Linked DNA regions of Sus scrofa: all the other regions are linked to region 3. Evidence: chromatin contacts called from public Hi-C data. All regions are on one chromosome and are shown on one strand. Each heading gives the region's core, a stretch centred on a gene start, on an enhancer-like site or on the middle of the called end of the contact. The rest is flanking DNA. Distances are from core to core; before and after follow the strand shown.

Region 1 (2,700 bases), core at 45-2,544, 200 kb after region 3:
CTTGCCATGCTAGCAACGCTAAGTGCCCCAAACCGAAAGAATCAGTTCACTGTAATAGCTGACACCTCCTGAATGCTTGCTCTGTGCCAGGCACCGTTCTAACCGCAGAGGCGTCACCTCCTTCATCTGTCACATCACTCCTGCAGGTTCCACTAGAAGGTGGGCGCCACGGTCAGCATCATTTTACAGATGAGGAAGCTGAGACACAGAGAGGTTAAGCCATCACTTCAAGTCATGTAACTGCTAAATGACAGAACCAGATTCAGACCCAAGCAGCACGGTTCTAGAAACTCCTGTCAGACGGGACCCTCATTCCTCAGATCATTCCTGGCAAGATGGAGAGTTTATATTCCATGCAAGCATGATTCTGGGCAAACAGTTTATTCCTGAAGCCCCTCTCTATTCCCGAACGCACCTGCTGGGTGAACCTGGTATGATTACATTTTTCTTTCCAAGACTCCTTTTCTTTCTTTCTTTCTTTCTTTTTTTTTTTTTTTTTTTTTGTCTTTCTCTCTTTTCTAGGGCCACACCCACGACATGTGGAGGTTCCCAGGCTAGGAGTCGAATCGGAGCTGTAGCCACTGGCCTACGCCAGAGCCACAGCAATGCCAGATTCGAGCCACGTCTGCAACCTACACCACAGCTCGTGGCAACACCAGATCCTTAACTCACTGAGTGAGGCCAGGGATTGAACCTGCAACCTCATGGTTCCTAGTTGGATTCGTTAACCACTGCGCCACGACGGGAACTCCCCAAGACTACTTTTCAAACTGCTATTTTTTAGAGGTTCCCCCAAACAAGTTGAGGCCCCGGACTGAGCCTGCAAGAAGGGCCGCCCCATCCCCTTGTCATGATGGATCCCCCTCCTGGGGACCCCAGGCCCAGAGGGGCGCCACCCACCTTCCGGCTTGCACACAGGACTGTCAGGGAGCTTGGCGGAGTCTGGCTCTTGGCACAGACTCTGGGAGATCAGACAGCGCTCACTGGATGAAGGGACACTGCCAACGCTTAGGGACCTAAAATTAGACCTACCAGCTGTGTTTTGGTTTTGCAAGCACGTGTGTGTCTGCTCCATTCTTGAGCGTGCCGGGTGTTGAAATATAGATGGAACCTGCTCTCTGAAGTACAGGGAAAGCACGCCATTCGTGCACCTTGTCTTTAATTTACTGTTTCTCTTCTGAGGCCCCGTCACTCCTTCACGGCCCCGGGAGTGACATTCCCCTCCGTCCTCTTTCTCCTGTGGGCCTCCAAGGCCTCCAAGGCCCACATCCACATTCACCCTTAAGAAACCCAGCCGGTCTCTGCGGAGGCGGAGCACAAAGCACATGATTCCTGCTCTCTGTCCAGGCTCTCTGCCCCCTGGGTCACAGCCTCTTCTGGAACATACTACCTGCTGACCTTAGCAAAAGGGGCCACGGCTGGTCCAAGAGCGGGTTCTTGGCCTGGGAGGGAGTAGGGCTGGTGGGTGGCTGTGAGACATGGGGTAGAGAGGCCCTGGGGTCCCCACCCATGAGGATGGCCCTGGGCAAGGGCAAGCCACCCACGAGGGAAGGTCGCAGGGGGTCCAGGAGAGCAGGCAAGGCATCCTGAGCCCATTCAGGCTGCTGTCCCAAAAAAAACACCATAGACGGGGTCGCTTATAAATTTTAAATTTAATTTCAATTTAAAATTTAATTCACTTATAAATTTTAATTTAATGTCAATTTTAAATTTAATACATTTACATTTAAGTGGCCCTGTGGGGCTAGTGGCTGCTGTAGGGGACAACACCTTGGGAAGGGAAGCGGCTCGGCCAGCGTGCACACGAAGCACCAGAGGTGGGGACCCACGCCTGCGATGACTTCGGGTTCCCCACTGCAGGCCCCTGTCTCCACGCAGGGCCGCCCCAACCCATCCACACAGGGCCGGCTTGCCAGCCCCTTTCCCTGGTGCCCTCAAGGGAAGTGTGTCTCTTTCCCCTCTAGAGCCTTTAATCGTCCTGGCCGTAGGGAGGTTCCCGCAGAGCCTGGACCAAACTCGAGCTGCTGAGGTTATCAGCGCATCTCTCTTGGCGAGCCCCTCTCCCAGGCGGCCTCTCCTGCCTGCGGCCACGGGCCCGCGAGGAGAGCACCCTGTGCTCGTCCGTCAGCGTCGACCGCCCACCCCATCCTCTCACCCGGACCACGGCCGCCTCCTCACTCGATGCTCTGCTCGGCCCTGACCTCCCGCAGTCCCTCGTGCCCACGGCCGTCCTGGCCATCTTTTTCGAAGGGGAATTGGGACCTCTCAATCCGATGTGTTGAATCACTCGGGGGCTACACTTAGCACCCCTCGGCTTCTGCTTACCTCTCCATCACACCCCACTCGGCTCTCCCTGTCATCCCTCCCGCCCCCCAGTGCCTCCCTGTTAGGTCACCCGGGCACTTAACCCGCTATAAATCCCTGGGGGAGGGGCCTTGTGTTCGCAGCGGACGACGCAGTCCTTAGGACACAGCAGGTCCTTAATAAAAATGTACTGAGTGATGAGGGAATCCTGGATTAGCACGTCGGGGCCATGACAAGTGCAAGGAGTACCCATGTTTCACCACCAGAAAGGTGATCCTGGCGCACATCCCTTCGAAGCACTTGGTGTGCTTGAAGACACTGTACATTGATCCTGAAGTTAAAATGAAATACGTGTATCTTACGCGCTGAGCTATAAACCAGGAAAGAGACCGTCTA
Region 2 (2,700 bases), core at 49-2,548, 150 kb after region 3:
TTTTTAGGCTAAAGGCCCTGGTCTCTCCTGACCACCAGTTTCCACCAAACTGTATGATGTGCCTCCAGTCCAGCACGGCCTCAGAACTGCAAACTACATGGACCTCTCCAGTAAGGCCGCCCACTCCCCCCACTCCTCCACACAGGGTCCCCTGGAGGTTAAAAGAGTTTATTTTGAAATGAAAGGGCAACTGGAAAACGCTTCAATTTTCACGTGGCAAACCCTCATAAGCCTTCATTCGTCCTGACTGCTGTTCACAGCAGCAGCCCGGAATATGCTTTTTCCAGCCAGTCTGTTGTTGGTCTTAGGAAACAGATCCCTCTTCTTGATTTGACTCCCCCCCACCCCCGCCTCCTGTGCATTTGTTCTGCTTAAACCTTTCAGCACATTTGTTAATTTGAGTGACACTGAAAAACATCGCCACCCCATTCACGTGGAGTCATCGGTCCACGGGATGTGCCTCATTCATCTGCTTGGTTCCTTCCCTTTCAGCAGATACCATTGTGTTTTGAAACTCTGGATAATTATAGCTCTGTAAACCTAGAGTACAAGATCGCTTGGCTCCAGCCAGCTCCGCGCTCCTTTGGTAATAGTGTCATTGTTTAGTAATCGCCCTCTTCACAGAGCAAAGGGATCCCTGTTAGCCAAGAGGTCTACTCGCAGCACTTCCCCTGGGCCAGATAAACAGGAGCAGGGGCGTTCCTACCCAGAGAAGCAAAACACTCACGAGAGACTCGCCGCAAGTTTGACCAGGGCTGCTTTATCCCTCCCTCTGCAATGTCTTCACCTTGTCTTAGAAACAGATCAGCCCCCAGGCAGCCTTGCCCTTTGCTGGTGAAATCCTGGCTACGTGCAGGGAGCCCCGGGTGGGTGGTGTGCAGTGGAGAAACGGGGTGAAGGATGTGGGATGGGATTCAGAGCCCGGAGGGGTGGTCCCCCTGGATGGGAAGGAAGACATTTTCCTCCGCCCTTCTGGGTTATTCTTCTGCTCTAAGAATTCGACTGACGTGAGACTGATGAACGAGAGAAAATCCAACAAAAGGTGAATAACGTGTATACATGGGAGGGACCCAGGAAAGTTGTTTCACTGGCTGCAATGGCTGAAGCCCTCTCCTTAAATAGCGTCTTCTGCCAAAGACAGAAAGGGATGCTGGGTGGTGGTTTAGGACTTCAAAGGGGAGGAAGGCGTGCAGATGGAAAAGCCAGTGTTTGGAAAGTAAATGTGTGCTGGCCCTGCAGGGACAATGGGACCCGTGTCAACTCTGATCTTTAGGCTCTGCCTCGTGTTTCCCGCCAGACCCAGCCAGGAATCTTTGAGAATGTCTCTGGTGCCAGCTCTATTCTGGGAACCTGCCCTCTGTCTAAATGCTTTTAGGTAGTTAGGGGCAAGGTCAGTTTCTTCCTGAGTCTTTCTGGTGCTGATTGTTCTCAGCTTGAAATAAGCCGTGTGCCAAAGAGATATTTGGGAGTGACAAGTTGATCTCCCCTACCTTCCCAAGGGTGAGAGAGAGGAGAGAGAAACATCCCGAAGCTATTTGCCCGGAAGTGCAGGATGACCTCTGGGAGCTCTATGGGGGAGTCAGGGGAGGAGAGCAATGTAGCAAGAGGTAAGCGTTCTTAGACTCTGTGGACAGTCTCAGCAGGGAGTCTACAGCCACGTGTCCCAGCCTGTGGGTCCCAGTGAGGTCAGAGCCCAGGTTCCTCCGGGTCTTGCCCCACCTGCTGACACGTCCCAGAAGGTGACCTGCCCTACTGGTGCTTCAGAGTCCCTGGGCCATCGACTCAGAGGGCGGAGACTTGAGCCACATGGAACTCCTTTCCTCTGTCACTCCAGGTGGACCTAAGAGCCTGAGGCTGCCCCATCAGAAAATAAGGACCCTCAGCAAAGCACCCCTACACACCTACACTCACACGCTGCCCTTCCGCCTCCTCAGCTGTCCCTGGCCTGAGCCTGCAGCCGCAAGGGAGCAAATGGTGGAGGATGAGAGAAAAGACAGAGGGAGATTGAGAAGATAGAAGTGAAGAGTGATGTCGGCCTCCTCCTGGAGCTGATTCACTGTGGACCCGGAAGGTGCAGAAATGCTGTAACCATCCTGTGAATCAGTAGCTCATGCCTGATTACTAGAAACATTTTTTTCTTTTTTTTCCTCCTTTCTTTTCTTTTCCTTTTTTTTTTTAGACCAAACCTGACCCCAAGCTGGGTCAGGGCTCAAATCCGCACAACAGCAGTGACAACACCAGATCCTTAACCCACTGAGCTACTGGGAAACAACTCTTTTCTTTCTTTCTTCATACATATATACATATGTACTTTTTATATTTATACATTTTTGTATGAACTGCTATGTATGTACACATGTATGTGTGTGTATATATATATAATATACGTGTGTGTGTGTATATATATATATAATTATAGTTTGAGTATAAAATTATTTTAAAGTGAAAATATTTGAAATCCTATCTGAATGTCCCTTATCTGGCCAAAGCAGAACCTTCCGAAAAATACAGCTGCCACCAGCCCCGCTTTAAGGGGGTTTCCTGCAAATTTCAGGAAGGAGGCGGACTGGCCTCTCCCATCAGCATTGAGAAAACCCAGCAAAACCTGGTCCAGTTTCCCACAAGGCCCCGCCCCCCTCCCCTTTCTGTTAAGTTGGTAAATTAACCTTTACCTCCAAGATTCAGCACGTTACCCATTAC
Region 3 (2,700 bases), core at 1-2,500:
TCTGAGCCACATCTGCAACCTACACCACAGCTCACGGCAACACCAGATCCTTAACCCACTGAGCGAGGCCAGGGATCAAACTCACGTCCTCATGGATCTTCGTCAGGTTTGTAACCTGCTGAGCCACATAGAGAAGTTCTTCCTCTTACCTCACATCTAGCTCTCCCTTTTTCTAAGGACCTCCCTGTAGATAAGCAGTGTGCAAATGACAAAGGAATCACCAAGTGTGGCTCACAGGATTTCCCAGGTGCTTGGCGTGTGTGCATATGTGTACCTTGGGGAAGAGTAAGAGGTGAGACACGGAGCAGGGCAGTCCGTCCCAGGCCCTGCAGACACAGGTGGACATAAACGAGACACAATCGATGGGCAGCATCAGTGTGGAAACATCTCCTGGAGAACAGATCGTGGGCTTCCAATCAAGGAATCAACAAGAGTTGACCGAAGAAGCAAGTTTTCCGCGTGTGTGAGAAGGACGTCCAGCAAAAGACCAGATCCCAAGAGGCAGGAATAGAAAGGGGAGCATGAGCTAAACCCGGTTCAGGAGGAAGGGCCGGCTGTGCGGGAGGCTTAGCTGGCGGCTCCTGGCGAGTGAGAGCAGGGGGAAGGGGCAGGGTGGTTTCGCAGGAGCATTGAAGGTTCTGAAGGCTCTGGTCTGCAGGGCCTGGTGAGCACTGATAGAAACCGCGAGAGCAGCCTAAGGCCTTTGCAGCCCAGGGCACGTACATCTGGGAAGTCTGTGGACTTAGATTTCTATTCTGGCTTCTAAACAGATGGGTAGGCTTCAGACCTGTACTTACTAGTACATTTAACCCATAAACGAAGGTCTCTCTAGCAGGAACCTCTGCCCCAAATGGCTTTCCCAAACTGTCGGATGCAGGATGTGACAGGAAAATCAATGTTTATGGAACAGCTGCGATGTGCCGGGCACTGTGCTAGGGGCGTGTGCGTGCGTGCTCGTGCCTGTATCATCTCATGACGTCCTCACAGCGAGTGTCTGAAGCAGTCGTCGTCACTCATGAGGAAGGAGGCTCAGAGAGGTTTAGTGATTTGCCCAAAGGCACGCGGAGTCGTGGGCCTGGATTCAAACCTGGCTCTGCTTCGCTCAAGGCCTCTTGATTCAATGAACCTTTTCTGCAGGTCTGCGCTCAGCCGGACACTGGCTGTCTCCCCGACCCAGAGCCGGAAGCCGCCTGCCTTCCTGTGTGTTCCTTTCCTTTTCACTGCTGGCGGGGGTGGCTGAGCTGACGCAGCTCCTGGGTTTTTTCCCAGACTGAACGCTTGCGAAGATTTCACTCTGCTCGAGCGTGACTCTGCTGTCTTTGGAGCCTGTCACTGCTTGTGGCTTTGCCTCCTGCCCCTCATGGGTGGCGTGGCGCCTTTGATCAAAGCAGCCGCTGCTATGGGGTGGGCCCAGCCGGGGTGTGTGGTAGCATTCCCCCTGAAGGCACAGCTGAGCTCTGGGTGCTTTGGAGCAGGAGGCCTCTGTGTGCGCGACCCAGCTCACCCCGCCCTCCGCCTCCGTGTCTTTGCAGAAGGAGGGGGGTAGGTGATCCCTTCTTAGTCCAGGCTCCCTGACACTCCCTTTGCCTCGAAAATTTGGAAGAAGTTCTTTGATTGGTAGTCCTGCCAGCCAGTCATTCCTGACATTGGAGTGTGGCATTAGATCACGGTGCGACAAGGCAGACACAGTGCTTAGAGCAAAGCAGGTACTGGACAAAGCGGTGCTAGTAACCAATGTTTTACACGGCGTCTATGGACCATCTAAAGTGTTAGATTCGGCGTTTATTGAACTGGTTTTCAGACTCATGGACACAGAGAGCAGACTTGCGGTGGCCAAACGGTCAGGGGAAGAAGTGGGATGGGCAGGGAGTTGGAGGTTAGTTGATTGCAAACTGTGACATTTAGAATGGGTAAGCAGTGAGGTCCTCCAGTACAGCACAGGGAACCATATCCGTCTCTTGGGATAGAACATGATGGAAGATAGTATGAGAAAAAGAACGTGTATAGATAGTGACTGGGTCATGATGCTGTATGGCAGAAATTGGCACACTGGGGAGTTCCTGTCATGGCTCAGTGGAAACGAATCTGACTAGTATCCATGAGGATGCAGGTTTGATCCCTGGCCTCACCTAGTGGGTTAAGGATCCAGCGTTGCCATGAGCTGTGGTGTAGGTCGGCAGCTGTAGCTCCGATTGGACCCCTAGCCTGGGAACTTCCATATGCCATGGGTGCAGCCCTAAAAAGCAAAAAACAAAGCAAAAAAAGAAGAAGAAGAAGAAGAAGAAAGAAAGGCAACTATCAGCCTGCGTACTGCTCCAAATGTGCCAAGTTTAGCTTTCCAACTAGAGGAGCCTTTTCTGGCCCACACGGCCCTGTGACAGCTGGCAGAAGACGGCAAGCCCTCTACGGCCGTGACCTCTAGCTCTGCCCCTCTGTTGCTCCCAAGTATATCCTGTGTGCTTAAAAAGGCCGCGCGTGTTTCTACGATGAAGGCGAACACGAGGCGGATGGTTAATGAATTCTCTATCAATAGAGTCTTACCATCTGATGGTCTGATTCAGCAAAAAATGTGCGTCCCAGTTTTCATCAACTCACCCAGACGACAGAGGCATTTTTGATTTGACCATGAAGGCGTCAGGCTCTGTCATTGTCGGGGCTTGAACTAAGCACTAACTTGTTCCTGGTTTGGGTTAACAGTGC

What was found. Hi-C and Micro-C count contacts between places; a contact is called where the count stands out from the background.
Region 1: a Hi-C map of skeletal muscle shows a contact between it and region 3, with 2.8 times the contacts expected there. The contact joins two enhancer-like sites. A contact is called at or near these places in 2 of 47 Hi-C or Micro-C datasets (embryonic fibroblasts and skeletal muscle).
Region 2: a contact with region 3 is called in a Hi-C map of skeletal muscle, with 4 times the contacts expected there. The contact joins two enhancer-like sites. A contact is called at or near these places in 4 of 47 Hi-C or Micro-C datasets (embryonic fibroblasts, fibroblasts, liver and 1 more) and 1 of 2 datasets of contacts at active chromatin or transcription factors (skeletal muscle).

What each region holds. Positions count from the first base shown.
Region 1 is chr7:10,704,452-10,707,151 of Sscrofa11.1, forward strand. No RefSeq gene overlaps it. Among named protein-coding and RNA genes, the nearest start is that of MIR9807, 53 kb to the right of the region's middle. Within about 2 kb of position 1,295, at least 4 of the 83 cell types and tissues checked have an H3K27ac peak or open chromatin away from gene starts, as enhancers often do. A contact at or near this core is called in skeletal muscle, where this site is marked.
Region 2 is chr7:10,656,428-10,659,127 of Sscrofa11.1, forward strand. The region is part of intron 3 of LOC106507125 (a long non-coding RNA gene); the gene reads left to right. Among named protein-coding and RNA genes, the nearest start is that of MIR9807, 100 kb to the right of the region's middle. Within about 2 kb of position 1,299, at least 22 of the 83 cell types and tissues checked have an H3K27ac peak or open chromatin away from gene starts, as enhancers often do. A contact at or near this core is called in skeletal muscle, where this site is marked.
Region 3 is chr7:10,506,436-10,509,135 of Sscrofa11.1, forward strand. The region is part of intron 2 of LOC106507125 (a long non-coding RNA gene); the gene reads left to right. Among named protein-coding and RNA genes, the nearest start is that of CD83, 160 kb to the left of the region's middle. Within about 2 kb of position 1,251, at least 5 of the 83 cell types and tissues checked have an H3K27ac peak or open chromatin away from gene starts, as enhancers often do. A contact at or near this core is called in skeletal muscle, where this site is marked.